Linked DNA regions of Zea mays: region 1 is linked to region 2. The links are chromatin contacts, called in public Hi-C maps. All regions are on one chromosome and are shown on one strand. Each heading gives the region's core, a stretch centred on a gene start, on an enhancer-like site or on the middle of the called end of the contact. The rest is flanking DNA. Distances are from core to core; before and after follow the strand shown.

Region 1 (5,288 bases), core at 2,558-5,057, 230 kb before region 2:
AGATCTCAGGTTCTCGGTGCCGAGTCCGTGAGCAGATAAAATTTCTTTGGGTCTTTCCATCTCAGATACGCATGGCACGCAACGCAGCAGTGTCTGCGAGTTGAGCAAGGGTTCAGTTTAATGATACCTCTAAGCATCCTTTTGGACGGGCCTGACCTACCTATCCTATCCCCATCTTTCCGACCCATGAACAGGATTACCAATGTCAGTATGCTGTGTGTTGCTGCAAGTACGCACATTATTTATTATTTTAGTTACATGATTAGTACATCTTTTGGTGAGGAGTACCAGACAGATTAGTAATTAACAGCGTAAAAGCTAGAACAGATATTGCCCAATGAAAGCTGCTGAGTGGCCAACTTAGGTGTCAGAGAATTATATGTTAGTTGACCCTTCTTCCTTTTTAAGCTGTTTCCTCTGTACTAGTAGATTAGTACAATATAGTTATTAGACAACACTTGACAGCAAGAAGAATCAGAACAGACGGTTCCTAACATGTGAGTCAGAAGCAGGGTCCTTGACATGTAGGCCTCCGTTGGGCCGAGCTCTAGTTCCTCAAAAACAGTTCGGACTCTAGATTTTTTAAGGGATCGGAGCCATTTTGCTACTTGTTTGATAAAATAGATTCTCTCCGCGTTTCTTTCTAATTATGTATGGGAAAAATATAGGTGGAGCCGATAAAAACCAGGTTTTTAGTGCTCTAGCTCTCAACAAAAAAAGACTCTATTTTTTTTAGGGTTTATCGGCGAGCCGTCGTTTTTCATAATCGTTTGATACAACTTTACGATAAGCTTGAGTTAGAGCCGTCTAAAGAGCCATATCAAAGGCACCCATAATCGTGCGTTTAGGCATATACAAATTTATACCTTGGATGTCGTATATAGGAGTGTTTAGTTTATAGGGACTAATTTTTAGCCTTTACATTTTATTCTATTTTAGTTCTTAAATTGATAAATATGGAAACTAAAACTCTATTTTAGTTTTTGTATTTGAAAATTTAGAGAATAAAATAGAATAAAATGAATAAACTAAAAACCAGTCACTATAAACCAAACACCCCGTAATCAGTCTCATCCTAGGACCCTTAAAAACAAAGAATATTATAACACTACCGCAATCAGGTTCTTTGGCGAGTGCTCGGCGCTTTATCGAGTGCCACTCTCGGCGAACTAAGACTCTCGACACAGACCTAGTTTACCGAGGGTAAAACACTCGGCATAGAAAGACACTCGGCAAAGGAGTCTTTGCCGAATGTCAAGCTCTCGGCGAAACACGGCACTCGGCAAAGAACCGTCAGCAACCGTCTATAGTTGACGACCGTTAACTTTGTCGAGTGTCAGGCGTTGACACTCACCAAACACTCGGTAAACCTTTATTTTGCCGAGTGTCTTTCCTTGACACTCGATACAGTATATTTGTTTTTCTTTTTTCTCCAAACGTTTTGTGGTGTGTTGCTACAATATCGAAGTGTTTGCTGAAACTATTAGATTTAGTTCGTTTAATTGTTTTGGAGGGAAAATCCTCCGACCGGGTGGCAGAGTGCACCCGCCCTGATCTTAAGATGAGGATGGGACCTAGGGATTGCATGAATAGCTGGAAGAACACGAGAGCACAAGGGTTAGAATGGTTCGGGCCGTCGGAGCGTAATACCCTACATCTACTATGAGTTGTATTATCTGGGAATCTCCGTGTGTTTTATTGCCTAGGAGTCTCTTTGTGTTATTGTGAGGTTGTCTACTACCATGTGTGTGCCTTCCCTTTTATAGCCTAAGGGAGGCATCACATGGTGACTGAGCGCCAACAAGTGGGCCTCGTAATCTATTGCTAGATATAGAGTAAGTGGAGCGTCGGTCCGTGGAGAACGGATATCTTCTCCTCGTCGTATAGATCTCTTAGCTTGTCGTGCCCTTGACCCGTTTAGTCAGAGTAGGGTATAAGTGTAGGTTGCGAAGAATTTGTTAACAAATGCGTAGCCATTGTTATTATGGCTTCCTGAAACCCATTGGCATGTAGAAGAAGTCATCTCCCTGGGCGGAGGAGACGACTCCATCTACTATGGAGCATATCTGCCGATCGTCGGCGACGACCTCGTTCGTGCTTGGCTTCCGGATGGCAGTGGCCACCTCGAATACCACTGTGCTCTGTTGGGGTTTGACGCTTGTGACCCTGGGCATCACAAGGCCTAGAGGAGCGCCAACAGCGGTAACCCCAAGCATCATGCTTGAGGTTTCCCCCGCTTTCTGCCTGATGGTGTTGGCACGACTGTTGAGGTGCCACCTAAGAACGATGGCAAGCATCTTGAGGCGTTGCTTTTTCGCCTTTCGCCAAATGTTGGTGAATCCACCTCTACCGAGCTTGTCGATGGATGAGTGGGATGTCATCAGCAAGGGGCCAGGCTAAGCGCCCCGCCTCTACCTGGCGCGTTAAATGTCGGACTAAGACGAGGACCGACGGTGTAGGATTTGGCGCTAGTAGGATGAACTCAAGGACACACAGAGTGTTAGATTTGTTTGTGTGCGGGGTTTGGACCGTACATCCGTTGTAAGTTGTATTGTCTAGGAGTCTCCGTGTGTTTTATTGCATAGGAGTCTCTGTGTGTTCTTGTGAGGTTGTCTATTACCTTATGTGTGCCTTCCCTTTTATAGCCCAAGGGAGGCATGTACATAGTGCCCGAGCCCCAACAAGTGGGCCTAGATATGGAGTAAGTGGAGCGTCGGTCCGTGGATAATGGATATCTTCTCCTCGTCGTGTAGATCTCCTGGCTTGTCGTGCCCTTGACTCGTCTAGTCGGAGGAGTGCATAGGAGTATATTGCGGCGTAGGCTAATGCGCTATCACACGTAGGGGTGCTCAGGCGTTGTTGTCCTATCTTCTCCGCCTGTCTCCTTTCGTAAAATTTGACAGTGCTTCGTAAAAGTTGTCACACACCATGTCGCCCACCGGGAAACTAAAACTCATCCAACAACGGGCCAGCCGATTACATCCAGTCGTACCAGGCTATGGTTAGCGGCAGCCGGTCGCAACTAGTCATGGCTGCATCACTGTCAACCACGACTAGTCAACAATCAGCCGATGTTCGACACCGTTGGTTGTCCATCAGCCGTGAGGGAGGGGTTGGAGCAGTCCTAGTGAATTTATTCTAGATGGACCAAATCTACTATATCAGAAGTTTCTAGTGGATCAAGAACGACATACCATGCTTTTTGATTTGGTTGATGAAAACAAAGCCTATCATGTATGACAATTTGACAAGGCCGAAAATCTGCCATTTTGATAAAGAGTTGTGTAGGTTAGATCTGCAACAATAGAGTAGTATCGACGATGTACTGAGTAACGATATCATTGTATATTGCAGATTCAGGTTACGGAACCCTGTAATCAGTAATAGAGACGTGAGATTCTCGATTCCTTTTACGGGACGGCATGAGCATAAAGAGAGATACAAGACAATAATAGAGAAACTCCTCTTTTGTTGGTTATTACGAGAGTGGTAGAAAAGTAGAATCTCTTTATGCTTATGTATTAGCCGTAGTGTTTCTTGACACTATGTTCATGCACATGTAGACCTACACCTACCTTCGCCCATGCCCAGTTGCCGTTGCATGCTACGAAACAAATCAATTCGGCGAGGGAGGCGGGCCATCATGCACCAATGCGGCTGCGGCCTACTAAGCAGCCCGGCGACCACCCCCGGCCCAGACGTCGGCTCCACTCGGGATACTACGTGGCAGGCCCTCTGGGCCCACCCCCGAGCTATAAGTACGCCGCACTCCTACTACTCCCAACTCGCATCGCATCCGCCCACATCTCAAGCCCTGAGAAGCCCGCACACTCCCCCAGGTCCCTGAGGCTAACTGCGTTCGTCCCGTCCAAGTGCTTCGTGTTGGGACGATCGAGAAAGTCGCCGGGTTTGCCTCCCACGAGCCTGCCCTGCTGCCTGGGGCCGCTGGTGAAGCGGAAGCACATGACGAACCAGGACGTGGTCGTGTCGGAGATGGGCATTGCGGCCGGGACCGCGCTGCCGGGCTCGAGCCCGGCCCTCCTGGCCTGCCGGGGCGCGGCGGCCGGCGCCATGTCCCTGCGGTACCTCGACCTGGCAGCGGCGGCGGCGCGCTCGGCCAGCTGCACCTGGGTCGAGGCCATGCGCGCCTCCTCGCCCACCCGCTCCCGCGCCGCCGCCGACGTCGACGAGCTCACGGCCTGGATGGTGACTCCACTTTGCCTCTCGTCTTCTTGACACGCGTCGGGAGCTTGCACGCGCGCGCGCGCGTGCATGGCTTGTTGCCTCCAGGTACGATGCTAACCCTGTTTCTCTCGCAGAGGAAGCACCCGTCGGCGCTCGGGAAGTTCGAGCAGATTGCCAGCGCGTCCCAGGGGAAGAAGGTCGTCATGTTCCTAGACTACGACGGCACGCTCGCCCCCATCGTCGCCGACCCGGACGCCGCCTACATGAGCGACGTGGTGAGGCCTCCGATCCTGCTGCTCTCCCCGGCACATACAACCTTTTCATGGCGGCCGGACGAAAGCTCACGCTCGGCTCACCCTCGACCTCGACTGACGTTTCCCCCCTTGCGCTGTACTGGTCCGCAGATGAGAGCGGCGGTGCGCGACGTCGCGAAGCACTTCCCGACGGCGATCGTGAGCGGGCGCTGCCGCGACAAGGTACATTGCCTGCGCCACTCGTCTCAGCGCCGCAAACACTTGACAAGCTCGCGCGTGCGCTTGGGTGCGTGCATAGGCCATTGGCTGATTTGTTGGCTTTCTTCTTCGTTCTGGCGCGCGCGTGCACAGGTGCGCAGCTTCGTCGACCTGTCGGAGCTCTACTACGCCGGCAGCCATGGCATGGACATCGAAGGACCAAGCTCCAATGTACGCTCGCACGCTAGAGCTCTTATCTCCTTCGATTGATTGAGTTGGTCGGAGACTAGCTCTCCATGACTGTCGTGTAATCAAATCTTGCCCTCTCATTCCAACCCTCTCCAGCCCGAGTCAGTTCTGTGCCAACCTGCGAGCGAGTTCCTCCCCGTGATCGACGAGGTACGCTGCGTGCTGCTTGCTAGAGTCGTCGATTAGAAGTAGAAGCACACTTGTCCACTTGCGCTTAGCTTGTGAAGTCCAGCCGATGCACGAGGAGATTAACAATAATGGCCGCGCACGCGCGCGGTGAATCCGCATTTTTTCCCGTCAGGTGTACAAGGCGCTGGTGGAGAAGACGAAGTCCACGCCTGGCGCCAAGGTGGAGAACAACAAGTTCTGCCTGTCCGTGCACTTCAGATGTGTAGATGAAAA
Region 2 (5,738 bases), core at 3,168-5,667:
CTCGGCTTGCAACGCCATCACCTGGCAGAGTTCACCGCGAGAAGTTCTCACGCGTTTGTCAGAATGCTGGCCGCACGTGCACTATACAGGGTTTCATGCAGCAGTGTGGCACATGTCGTGGCGGACCAGGGCGCTGACCTGTGGAGCACAGTCGGCGCCGTCGGACGCGGCGGCCTGCGCTTCTTGGAGCACCGTGAACCAGTTCTTGAGCCTTCGCGCGTCGTTGCTCTTAGCGATGCGGCTCTTCACCGACTGCGCACGGGAAACGTCTGCGCTCGCGGATTCGTTGGAAGATTGCTTCAAGTGGTAGATGGCTTTGTCAGCTTCTCCTAATCTGAGCAACACGTAAACGAGTTGTTGGATATCATAAACCATTTGATAGCTCAACAAAGGGCTGTTTGAAAGCACACGGTTTCTAAGAAACTGGTTTATAAGAATTGATGTGGTTTCAAACATATCAGTTTATGTCTCAGTTTATAAAAACTAGATTATCAGTTTCTTAAAACCAAGAATCTAGACTCTTCTAGCTAAAAGATAATAACTAGTTTCTTAAAAACTAGGTTGTACTAAATTATATTCCATCTGAAAGTCATTTTGCTACACAATGAGTTTCTATATATACATATTTAACCGACTACAATTCTATATTAATAAGTATTTCCACGGTTTTGGAAACATACTGCGGTATTATATACATAATGATGTTCGGAAAGCTAGTTAAAGTCTCTTTTTCAAAACTAAGTCCCTGTTTGTTTGGGATTATAATCTATGTAGATTATATAATCCAATATAAATAAGCTAGTGAGGAAACAAACAAGCAACTTATCTGATAAGATTATATAATCTAGCACTTGAGATTATGATAATCCTATAAGCTCATCAAAGGGTGCTTATTTCAGCTTATTTTTTATGAAAGACCCACTATCCATGGCAAGTTGATTAAAATTACTTTCAATTGCCATCCAGTTGTACATAGGCGTTCTCATATAAGTAAAACAACAAAGGATATTGTTGTATTTGTATGCATATGAATAATAAGCCGAGTCCAAATAATCTGAGCTAACAAACAGTAGCACCTAGCTTATTTAATCCAGAGCAAATAATCCAGATTATATAATCTAGATTATAATTTAGATTATATAATCTATAAGTTGAAACAAACAGGGCCTAAGTATTACAAATAATATAGTTGTTTTAAGGTATTCTAAATTTAGGTCTGGACCTTAATTTCTTAAACTATAGTATTTTAAACTATGGTATTTTTATGACTAGAGTATACTGTAGTATTTTAAAAATTATGGTTTTCAAAAACTTTGTTTTAAAACAGGGCCTAAGTAGTACAATGGTGTGGGTATCTGATTCGGTGATTCCTAATGACATCCTAAAATTTTTTGTTGTGTAGAGAATAGTGTAGGAAAATGATGGCAGATAGTACTTGTTCTCAGAGTTTTCAATTAATGCAATCATGAACTTGAAAAGGAGGGGTAGCATGCTTGCCGAGGAAGTGATTAGCTATTCAAAGCACTAATCAATGTGGATCTTACAAATTGCTAGCGTAAATTAAGGCAGAACGTTGTGTACTTTGCGGTTGACCTGCTAATCCAATCAGAACATATGCCTTCACTCCATGTGTGTTGGAGTGGTCCGGTGTGGTGTGAAATTTAGTTTAAATTTGACACAAACCCCTCCAACACACATAAATTGAGGGAGATGCATGTGAATTTAAATAAGGCATAAACGTTTTGATAATGTGGTGGTGTTTTTAAGAACAGAGATAAGAAGTGAGTTTTAGGAGGACAAAACTCTCCTGATTCGGCTTCTAACTCAATATGAGTCATAAAATTAAATGTCTACAAAAATATAACTATATATAGAATTATATATATATATAGAACAAAAAACAAAACTATAAATTTAAAGTGATAGTTTTATTTTATTCTACACTTTCTCCTGCGAATGGCTTTTAAGGTGAAAAAAAGTGGAATCGATCAAGAACGGATAATTCTGTTCCTACGCACCATCTTCATCGTTCTAAAACCAAAGTGAGCGGTGACGTAGAAGTAGACAATATTTTATTAGCTAAGAATTATTATATAGGACTTGCTATATTTTAGGTGCTTGAAACATATAGTATGTCTTTCGGGTAACCATTTTCACCGTTAATTTATGAACATGTAGAGTTGAGATTCATATTAAAGCAGAAAAAAAATCAAGCAAGAGGATGGATACATTATATCTTGAAGAGAAGCTAGAAATCAGACGTCTAAGAGCAAGTCTAAGAGACTAGCTAGATCATTTTATAAAGGTAAATTTGGGTATTATTAAAAAATAGCGTCTACAATAGACTATAAATGACTCTTCAAATTTAGTACCTATTCAATATTTATTTCTACACAGGCTCTCTATTTTTGGATAGCCTCCTTCACTCATCATACACAGATCTAAATTTACAGTATGTTGAACTAGTCTACTTTTTTTAAGTCTATTCTAAAGAATAGTTAAATTAGTAAATTTGACTAATCTTTTGCAGTTGCATTGCTAATTGTTACAACATACAATTATTCAAATTAGTGTTTTTATAAGGTCATAAAATTCAATTTTTTATTTGTAGCACCTTTATTCCAATGGTGTTAATATTGTGTTTTGTAGTCATGAACAATGTACTTTGAATAAAATTAGCGGCCAATGATGTCAATTTCAGATGCCGGTCAGGATCAAACTATGTTGTACAATAAAATATATGAGTGTCATATAAATGGCCAGTGATGGAACGTTTGAACGTGCACCGTTGAGTTCAACTACCATTGCACAGCAAAGAAAACGAAAAAGAGAAACAAAAGCAAACGCCTTCGGCCTACTCCACAAAGACTACGATCACAGAGTCCAGTACTTTAAATATTCTTTTGTTCAATGTTGTAGCAGTATTAAATATTGCTAACTAAAAGCAACTTGTACTAATATCGAATCGTATGTATAATTAACTAGTAGATAGAAGAAATGATGCATGCACTGTCACGATACAGTTGGTACGGAAGAGTTGAAACACGATTCGAGGAACAATGACACAACGGAGGGGGACGACGAGAAATTTGTATGGCCTCTGATCTGAAATTCGGCGAGATGTGCCACGTACCTGAGGTACAAGCCGCCAAGCCGGTGGTGAGCGCGATCGTACGAAGGGTCGATCCGGACGGCCTCCTTGCAGTCGGCGACGGCCTCGATGAGCCGCCCGAGCGCGGCGAGCGCGGCCGCCTTGTTGCTCCAGTACGCCGGTCGCCTCGCGTCCATCATGATGGCCTGGTCGTAGAGCGCCACAGCCTCCTCGTAATGGCCCTGCCGGTACTCCTCGTTGCCCATCTCCTTGAGCTTCTCGGGGTCCGTGCGGTGCGACAGCGCCCGGCACAGCTCGCCCGCCGCTGCCGGCGTCCTGGGCTCCCTGACGATGTTGCCCATACCGGAGGACGCGTACCCGTTGGGCGGCGCCTTCCGCTCGTTCGCCGCCGCGGTGCCGCCGCGCTCTACTACGGGGCTGCGCACTGCCGTGCCGGTGGCGCCCGCGTTCAGGTTGCCGAGGTTGCGGTGCAGCATCATGTTGCCCGAGGTGGCGCGCACCAGCTGCGTGGTGCCCTTGACCCTCTGGTGGTCGAGGATCATCCTGTCCAGCTCCGCGGCCATGCCCGTGTACTCCGCCGCGGGCTCCACGGCGGGCCTCGGGCCGCCGGCGCCGTTCACCGCCTTGGTGACTGTCCTGCCCCTGCCGTTCGCCGCCGGTGGCGCGGCGCGGGCGACGGCGCCGTTCTGCGCCGCCGGCACGGGCACGGCGTTGGGGCGGCGCGCGAGGGAGGATGCGTCGTGGTGCACGGCGGGCTTCTGATGATGCGCCGGGTTCGCCAACGGCGCCACGGCCGGGGCCTCGTCGATCCGGTGGAGGGAGGTCATGGATGCGGAGCGGCGACGGCGGAACAGTCCGCTGTAGATGCCGAACATGGCGCAGCCGGTCGGCGGGTCACGCGGCTCCGTCATGGCGACCATGACCGTGGCGACGTTCGCGGCCGCGCGGCCCCGCGGAGCGCTTCGCCGTGCGTCGTGAGTCGTGCGCGTGGGGAAGGCAGGGGATGATGGGCAGTGCCAAAGATGGAGAGGCAGCCAGAGCTAGGAGGTGTGCTGGCCGTTGGCTCCTGGTTGGCAACCAACGACGACGGGTTCCACAGTTGGGGTGGGATTGTGGGAATGTGGGCAGCACGGGGATTTTTAAACTGCGTGTGTTACAAGAAACTCCCTTGTGTGTGTGTGTTTTGGAGCCGAGAGGCTGGGACCGTGGACCCTCCCGTGCAGATGTGCAAGTTCTCAGTTTCTTCTTATATTTTCAAAAATTATTTTTCTCTACATCCATCCTTTTTTGTTTTGGAGATGTGCAGTATTCTCCATTGATTGCTGCGGGGTCATGGAGACAAAGACAAGGACAACGCGTTCGTACTGTGCAATGTTGTTTTTGTGTTTAAATGGAAGAACGCGCAATGAGGAAGTTCGTTTATAGCAAAAAAAAAAGAGGAGGAGGGGGGGGGGGGGGGGGGGGGGGGGGGTGCTAGTGCAAAACAAACTATGCGCTTACAAAGAGTGCGTGTGACAATGCGTCCATGAGCCCCATCTGCTCTATGTGGCTAGGGACGCAAAAAAAAGGACAAGGTTTGGTTAGGGGAGGATCCATAGGGGTACAGTAGCCCATGGCCCTTGTTTAGGTTTGTAAAACCTCACACAACTAATGTTCATTTACTGTTAAGTATAAAAAAAATAGCTTGACCAAATTAGCCATGTCCTAGATATTCTCGTCGGGTCGGTCCAGTCCTCCATACTTTCGCCCTCATCTTTAGTCTAGACTTCTCATTTATTTGTTCGACCATATTCTATCTGACGTTGCCTGAACCAATCCGCATGATGCACCTGCCACTGCCTCCTTCCCAACGCGTGACACTGCTCAACCCCAACCCCTTTTCGCCATCCTCACCCCGCTTGTCATCGTCGTGCCGTTGGTCTACCTAGCAGATCTGATCTCGCTCGTCATGACGATGCATCCTCGGTGATCGACGAGCTTGGTGAACCATCGAGCTCTAGCTCCCTATCGGAGAGGCAGTTTGACACCGCCACTTTCCCAGGGCCCATGCCATTTGAGGAGATAGGCATTCGACACGTACGTACTGCTTCAATTCGGTCAGGAAAAATATAGTGGTATGTTTGCTTCTTTTGTTTATATAGTTTTCTTCTTTGAACTTGTATCGTATATTGATATAAAACTTGAATTCTATACACCAGTGGTTTTTTACGATCTTGCTTGATTTTGTCACGTGGTTTTCTGAAAGATCTCTTGTGGGTTTTGGTGGTTTGGATGACAATCCAATTAAAGAACTAACATGTGTGCTAAGTGTTGAACAGTTGCATAGTGTGAAGCTTATAGAGTTCAATACAAGTGTTCAAGTGTGACGGTCCAAAGGCTGAGTTGATCATGGTTGTGGACATCACAAGTAAAGAAGAACATTATTTATGTGAGACTCGGTGTGATATCTTGGAGACAACCGGTCATGCTAAGGATGGAGGCAAGAAGAACTTCGAGGTACCAAGTGCATAGGGGAAGGTCATGGAGGCTAAGGTACCCAAAGCTAGGGTTGAAGAAAAAGACTTACAAAGTCAAGGATGATCGAGTTGAGAAGAGCTATGGTGCATCAAGGATCACTACCTAAGGA

Evidence for each region. A called contact is a pair of places that touch in the nucleus more often than the background predicts.
Region 1: a Hi-C map of leaf mesophyll shows a contact between it and region 2, with 4 times the contacts expected there. The contact joins the promoter of LOC100381600 here to the promoter of LOC103654247 in region 2. A contact is called at or near these places in 2 of 25 Hi-C or Micro-C datasets (leaf mesophyll and tassel).

The regions. Positions count from the first base shown.
Region 1 is chr4:185,829,924-185,835,211 of Zm-B73-REFERENCE-NAM-5.0, reverse strand. LOC100381600 (trehalose-6-phosphate phosphatase4) reads left to right here and starts at 3,807. Exons shown (of 9, transcript NM_001174419.1): 1 at 3,807-4,206; 2 at 4,320-4,460; 3 at 4,590-4,661; 4 at 4,791-4,868; 5 at 4,983-5,036; 6 at 5,188-5,288. The coding sequence starts at 3,964.
Region 2 is chr4:185,600,457-185,606,194 of Zm-B73-REFERENCE-NAM-5.0, reverse strand. It overlaps LOC103654247 (TPR repeat-containing thioredoxin TTL4), which reads right to left and starts at 4,417. Exons shown (of 6, transcript XM_020552752.1): 1 at 3,134-4,417; 2 at 139-334; 3 at 1-21. The coding sequence starts at 4,032.